2 separate regions of the Hordeum vulgare genome follow, and region 2 is linked to region 1. Evidence: chromatin contacts called from public Hi-C data. All regions are on one chromosome and are shown on one strand. The core of a region is the stretch at or near the end of the contact, and the rest is flanking DNA. Distances in the headings are between cores, read along the strand shown.

What was found. A called contact is a pair of places that touch in the nucleus more often than the background predicts.
Region 2: a contact with region 1 is called in a Hi-C map of seedling, with 6 times the contacts expected there. The contact joins the promoter of LOC123449481 here to the enhancer-like site in region 1. A contact is called at or near these places in 1 of 6 Hi-C or Micro-C datasets (seedling) and 1 of 1 datasets of contacts at active chromatin or transcription factors (embryo).

Annotation. Positions count from the first base shown.
Region 1 is chr4H:554,844,162-554,847,423 of MorexV3_pseudomolecules_assembly, reverse strand. No RefSeq gene overlaps it. Among protein-coding and RNA genes, the nearest start is that of LOC123449479, 9.4 kb to the left of the region's middle. Within about 2 kb of position 1,448, at least 3 of the 3 cell types and tissues checked have open chromatin away from gene starts, as enhancers often do. A contact at or near this core is called in seedling, where this site is marked.
Region 2 is chr4H:555,512,783-555,516,044 of MorexV3_pseudomolecules_assembly, reverse strand. It overlaps LOC123449481 (cell number regulator 13), which reads right to left and starts at 1,510. Exons shown (of 8, transcript XM_045126721.1): 1 at 1,285-1,510; 2 at 480-1,170. The coding sequence starts at 878.

The DNA of each region.
Region 1 (3,262 bases), core at 199-2,698:
GTGCGAGATGCAGCTCAGCTGTGATGGATGTAGCAAAACGTTATGCCGGTTGTAGCAAAATGAAACACTGATTGTAGCAAAAATCGCGACTCCACGTGTGATGTAGCAAAATGCGGTGCCGGTTATAGCAAATTTCGATACCGGTTGAAGCATGTAGTAAATTACGCCTTCAGCCATGGATGCAACTTCGTCGGCCATGTCCATTGCAGCTCCGGTCGCCATGGAGCAGTTGAGAGAGGGGAAATCGAGGGGAGGACACTGGTTCGGTGGTAGGCTTCGAGGATGGTCGTCGGAGAAGAAGAGGCGGGCTCGCTGAATTAGATCGTCGGGATAGGATCTTCCATGGCAACCGGAAGGTTGGGAAAAAGGAAGGAGAAGGACGCGGGGATGAGGAAAAAGATAACATGGTGTTGCCTTCCGATTTGGTTAGCTGTAGCCGCGAGCGAGTGAACGAGACCGATCGAAGCGTTCGGCCAACGCATCAGTCCCAAACATTTACCACAAAAAATACCAATCTAAAAAACTAAAAATGTACGCAGAAAAATAAAAATACTTTTTTAAAGGAAACACTTAAAACACCATCCATGACGATGGATGAGAACGCGCTCAAGTAACGAAACATGTGAATGATCGTTGGACCCTTGAGTACTCCTAACTAATTGCTTCTCTTCAGTAGTCGAATGAGCTAACTAGTTGCTTCCCTCCGGGACCTCCTATACGGTGCTGCACGCGGCCGTTTACACAGCTCATGCGTCCTGTTGCAGACCTTGAAAAAGTTTTGTGATTTTCGAAAAATAAAGTTCATCAATTTTGCAAAAAAAAACTTTTCAAGTGGGAAAACGGTTCATACATTTTTTTTAGAAGTTCATCGAATATGAAAACAATTCATTGAAATTTAAAAAAGTCCATCAAATTCGAAAAAAGTTTATTAAATTTTAGAAAAGTTTATCGAATTAAAAAAGAGTTCATTGATTATGAAAACAAAAACAAAGAAAACAAAGTTCATAGAATTAAAAATAGTTCATTGAATTTTAAAAAAGTTCATCAAGTTTGAAAAAAGTTCATCAAATTAGAAATAAAAAGATTATAGAACTGAAATTATTTTTTTAAGAATTTGAAAAAATAATCTGCACATTTCAGAAAACAAAGAAAAATACGGGGAAAATGAATAAAATGCCAAAAACTGTAGCGAAGCGAAAAACCAGGGAAAAGCGAACAAGATCAAACACATTGATCACAATGGCGTACTGGTTAGTGCGGTGAGGTTGTGGGTTCGAGATCCCCAACTTAACATTTTTTTAAAATGTTAATACAAAAAACGAAGTCGAACTGGGCCGGCCCAACAACGGAGCGGGGATGCGAGCTGCAGGCGCCGGTTAGTAAAATGGCCTATAACGGCTGCCTGCAGCGCCAAATAGGGTATGCCCTTCCCTTCAGTACTCTAGCCGTCCTTTTATAAAAGGGCCGTGCCATGGCAGGCTTTTTTAACGCTGGGCCGTGCCCCAGTTCTGTAAGGTCGAGGCATGGACTGAATGAACTGAACTCTTCTTTCCCCCTTCATTTCCGTTTTGTCTGACATCCTCCCTTCCGTGTTCGCCGAGCGGCAGCGCACACCAACTGTTCGACGGAATACCGCTCCACAGCGGGAAGCTTTGTCCATGGCGAGCGGGGCTGATCGCATCGCATCAGCGCCCTCCCAAACGGCATCCTCCACAATGTGCTCTGCTTACTTCCGGTTGAAGAGGTGGTGCGGACGTGCGTGCTCGCGTTGGAGCTTGTTGGTGTCCGTGTGAAAGACAGTGTTGTTGATTTTTCAGGCTGTACGGCACTGGTGGAGCTGAGTTTGGATGTTTGCGACACGCCGGCCCGAGCCCTCGCGTCGGTCGCAGCCCAGTCGTCAGATCCACGGACCGCACCGTTAGATCTTCCATGTAACAAAAATTCCTCGATCTAGCAAATTTAGGCCACAACGCAGCAAATTTCATCTATGGTTGCAACAAAAATATGATTGTAACAAAAAAATATCAACATGGTCGTAGTAAAAAAAGATGTTGATGATGCATGGTAGCAAAACAAAATGCTGGTTGTAGCAAAATAATTCAGTGAACTCGGGTTACAACTCTCACGAACGTGTCTGTAACTTTTTTAATAAACGAATGCAGCAAAAAAGATACCGGTTGTAGCAAAAATTAACACGGTTGTAACAAAAATCAAACGCCGATTGTAGCAAAAAAATTCAACGAATTCGAATTGCAACCAAACGTGGATTTAACTTTTTAATAGATAAATTATAGCAAAATAAGAAATGGTTGTAGCAAATTTAAACATGATTGCAGCAAATCTGGACGAAAAAATGTTGCAAGCCCCGGCCAGCCAGCCGTCTGGAAGCGTTTCCCTTTTGTCAAACAGCTGCTCTTTCCATCCTTGAAGCATCTGCGCATTACCCGCTGTTATACCTCTGAGCACACTCGCATCCTTATTTTTGTACCCAGTCTCGTTTCGCTCGAGTTGATCGAATACCAAGGAAGGGTTCGTTTACTTGGAAGCTTGCCACGGTTAGCAAGAGCTGTTGTTGTGCTTAATGATGATTGTAGTGATCGATGCCCAAAGGGTCGATTTGACAACTGTGGTGCTGATATCTGTGAAGATTGCTGGTATTATTATGGGGATCCTGAATATGGGCCTATTTATGACCGCAATAACAGCATCTTTCTCAAAGGCTTATCCGAAGCTAGGAGTTGTCGGCTAATTCTGAGTTGGTATGCTTGCAACTACTTCTTGATTCCTAATACTACGCTGTTTTTGCTTCATTATTTCTAGTGCAGCAACCACATCCATCGTCACACATCACAGTTGCGTTATGTATGACATACTTCACACATAGCCAGATTGCACTTTGTAGTTTGTACAACAATGGCCAAAAGGTTCTTATTTGATCGGGCTCTTTTGTGTTTTCCCTAGATTATTTTTGACAGGGATTTGAAGTGGTGCCCTACATTTACCAAGCTGAAGACTTTGTTACTCAATGGTTCGTGTTTGGCTGCCGACCACAATGCACTGATTTGTTTTCTCCAACACTCGCCGATTTTGGAGAAGCTTACTCTTCAACTTTCTAAGGTATATATTCTTAAGATGGATAGTTGCCTGTTATAAAAGTGACCATACAAGATACCTGATGGATCCTATTATTTTATCTTAGAGACCTTCATATGTGACTGAAACTGAAGGAATGTACAAACCATTAGGACAGTCAGTTGAATCC
Region 2 (3,262 bases), core at 261-2,760, 670 kb before region 1:
TCAAAATAGGCCTTGAAGGCAAAAGGATACAGGGAGAAGCAGGAAAAGATGGTAACAGTGGACTGATCCAAGATCACATGTTCCCACCAGAGCTTATGTCCTGACTTCCTAGTAGCAATCTACAAGTTTGTAGGCATACAACGTACATGAACAATGAATTTTTGTACTCAAATGAGAGAACGAAAACTCCTACAATAGAATCTTTTGGTTCACAGCAACTTCCTAGACAGTCGGCAGAGAACAAGACACCCCACCAGAGCACTCAGGAAAGCCACCAATTCAATCATATTCCACCAAATCTCAAAAGGCACATCACCTTTTGTCTAGACCAGTATGCATATCCCAGCAGAATGGAATCAATACATAACAAATCAACATCTGTTAAAAGCCTAGTACCAATCTAGGTGCCCAATAACACTATTATAGCAGAGCAGTACTAAACAAACAATTTGGTCTGGGGGAGGTGACTGATTACCGACCCGCACGCGGGCGTTGTCGACGAGCGTGATGAGCGGCACGAGGCGGAGGTAGTTGTCGATCTCGGTCTGCGCGGTGCGGAAGCGGTAGACGATGTTCCAGCCCATGGCGAGGAGGTAGAGGAAGGAGCGGTCCTGGCAGGAGTTGACGAGCAGGTAGCCGCGTCGGAGCGCGTCCTCGAGCTGCTCCAGCGGCTCCCGCGTCTCCGGGTACTTCTTGAGCTCCGACACCCGGAGCTGCTCCAGCAGGCCGCCGATGAGCTTGAGGTGCTGCGCGAAGCGGCGGCAGTTGCTCTTGTGCATCCGCGCCGTGGCCGCCGCCTTGACGATGAGGCTGATGAGGCGCACGGCGTCCAGCCCCGTGAGCTGCGCGATGTTGGCCAGGTCCCCCACGTTCGCCATCGCTGCGCCCCCGGCTTCTCCCTTCCCGCCGACAAATCACCGGGCTTTCTTGGTGCGGGGAAGCGGAATGCCGCCGGGCTGGTTAATCCGCGCGCGTGGCGAAGATCGGAGGGGCGAGGCGGACTGCGCTGCCCATCTGACGATGATCCGGCTGGAGACTCGGGGAAAGCAGACACTGTGCGGCGGCGGCGGGCGCAGATCTGCGAGATCGCTCACTCGCGCCGGCCCGGCAGCCCTCGTCGACTTGTCATGGTCGGTGGCCGTTCCCCCTTTTCGTCTGCTGCCGCAGCGTCTGCAAGGAAGGAGAGGAATTAATGAAGGAGATGGAGATTTCCGGGTGCGCCGCCCAATTTGCACCGGAAGTGCGGCCAAGAAAACCCGGAAAGAAAAGGTCGTCAATTCTTACTGCCTCTTTCTCCGGCTGCCTCCAGCGGGTAGGAGCGGCAGGGCTGCACGCTACGGCTACGCTATCTCCCTTGAACGGCGCGGCCGAGGGGATGGGACTGGAGTGGAGCGGAGGCAATGCCTGCTCTGCGCTGCGAGTGGCAAGTGGGAGAGGCGGCGGGCGTGGCGTGGGGAGGAGGAGGGGGAGGATGAGGGAGGGAGGGAGGGAGCCGCAGCGTGGCCTCTCTCCGTTGCTTGGGTGGTGGGCGGTGGCACGAGGAGAGGAGGCCCTGGCTGGCTGGTTTTTGGACGGGCTCGCTCGTTAACTCCACTCCGGGGCTCCGGCCAGCCAACTACTACCCGCGGGTGATTCAGAGCCAGAGTAGTGCCAGAGTCCGGGCCGGTGCGTACTGGCGGGCGCCGGGTGCTTCTTCTTCGTCGTCGTCGTCTGGGTTACCGTGAGACGTGCCGGTGCGGCACCGAGCCGGTCACGGGCAGGCGTTCGGTAGTAGCGCAGAAGCGGATAGTTTAACTCGTGCCTCGGAGCTTGTGCTGTGCGATGGCGCACTCTCAAGTAATGCGTCGCTGACAGTTGGGGGCGGCGGGAGGACTGAATGTGTGTGTACGGTGTGGATAGTACTGCTACAGGTTTGTGGACGGAATAAAACATGACCGGAGTGGAGGTATATGACCGGAGAGTGGAAAGGTTGCCGTGGCAGGACCGGCCAAAGCGCCCGTGAGGCGAGGTGAGGGTGAGCTGGTGGTTGGTATCATTGCTGCTTTGCTTTCGTTTCGTGGTTTCGTTCGGTGGTGGTGCACCGTTGCAGCCAGCCGAGGCGAGGCGCACTCGCAATTGTTTGTCCGCGGGTGCTGTGGAAGTGAAGTGCCACCGACCGGGGCCAGAGCATACCTGGTCAAACGGGCCGGCACGGCTCGGATCGCCGTAATCGTGCCAGGCACAGCCCGTCTAGGCCCGATTAATATACGGACCGTGCCGTGCCGGCCCGCGTGACAGCCTTCCAGGCCCAAACACGGCACGTGGTCTAATTGGGCCGGCCCGCGACACACTAAGGCACGCGACACGTTAATCTCCCTCATGAAAAAAACGAAAAAAAAATCCTAATCTCCCACAGTCCCGCGCCCCTCTCCCTCCGCCCGCCAGCTCTCCTAATCTCCAGCGCCCCCCTCCCTCCCGCACACGAGCTGGCCACCTCGAGCCCTGCGCGTCTGCCCCGCTCCCCCACATTGGTCGGCCACTCGGCTCCCGATGCGCTGACCGCCCCCTCTGCCAACGGTCGGCCCCATCTCCCACGCCCCCCTGGCCCCCTCCCGCCCGCCCCGCCTCGCTGAATGCCCTCTGGAATCCTGGATCGCTGGTCGCCCCACCTAATCGTGCCGTGCCGGGCTGGCACGCGGGCTCGGGGTGGCGGGCCGGGCCCGTCTCGTGCCTGGCCTGCGGGCAGCCGTGCCGGCCCGTCAGGCACGACCCGTTTGGCCAGGTATGGGCCATAGTTGCACAAGCGGGCGGGGGCGTGCACACACTTGCATGTATGGTGCGTCGGAGCCGCCCGAGGGAGTCGGAGTGGACGGACGGACGCGGTCATTGACCGGTCCGGAAAAAAAACAGGCATGCCAAACCGGCTCAAAGTCACGGTCCGGTCATTTAGGAGTCAAAAAACCTTATCTAGACGGACACTTCAAACGGGTCTGAAACGTCCGGACTGTCCGATACCATTCATATCTAGCTCAAATATGGTGCGCGTATGGAGAGTATGGGTGCGTCCGTCATGTCGGACCCACTATTTCCCCTCATCGAGCCGTCGGACCTGCTATTTTCCCTCATTGAGCCTCCCTACAACATTTTCTGCGTTTGAGCCCTCGCCGTCCGCCACTCGTGCCATCCTCGTTGTTGGTCCTGATCCGCCGTCCTGGATGTCATACAACCCATCCGCAACAGTCGCGATCGAAGAAGAAGAAGAAGAAGAAGGAGAAGAAGAAAA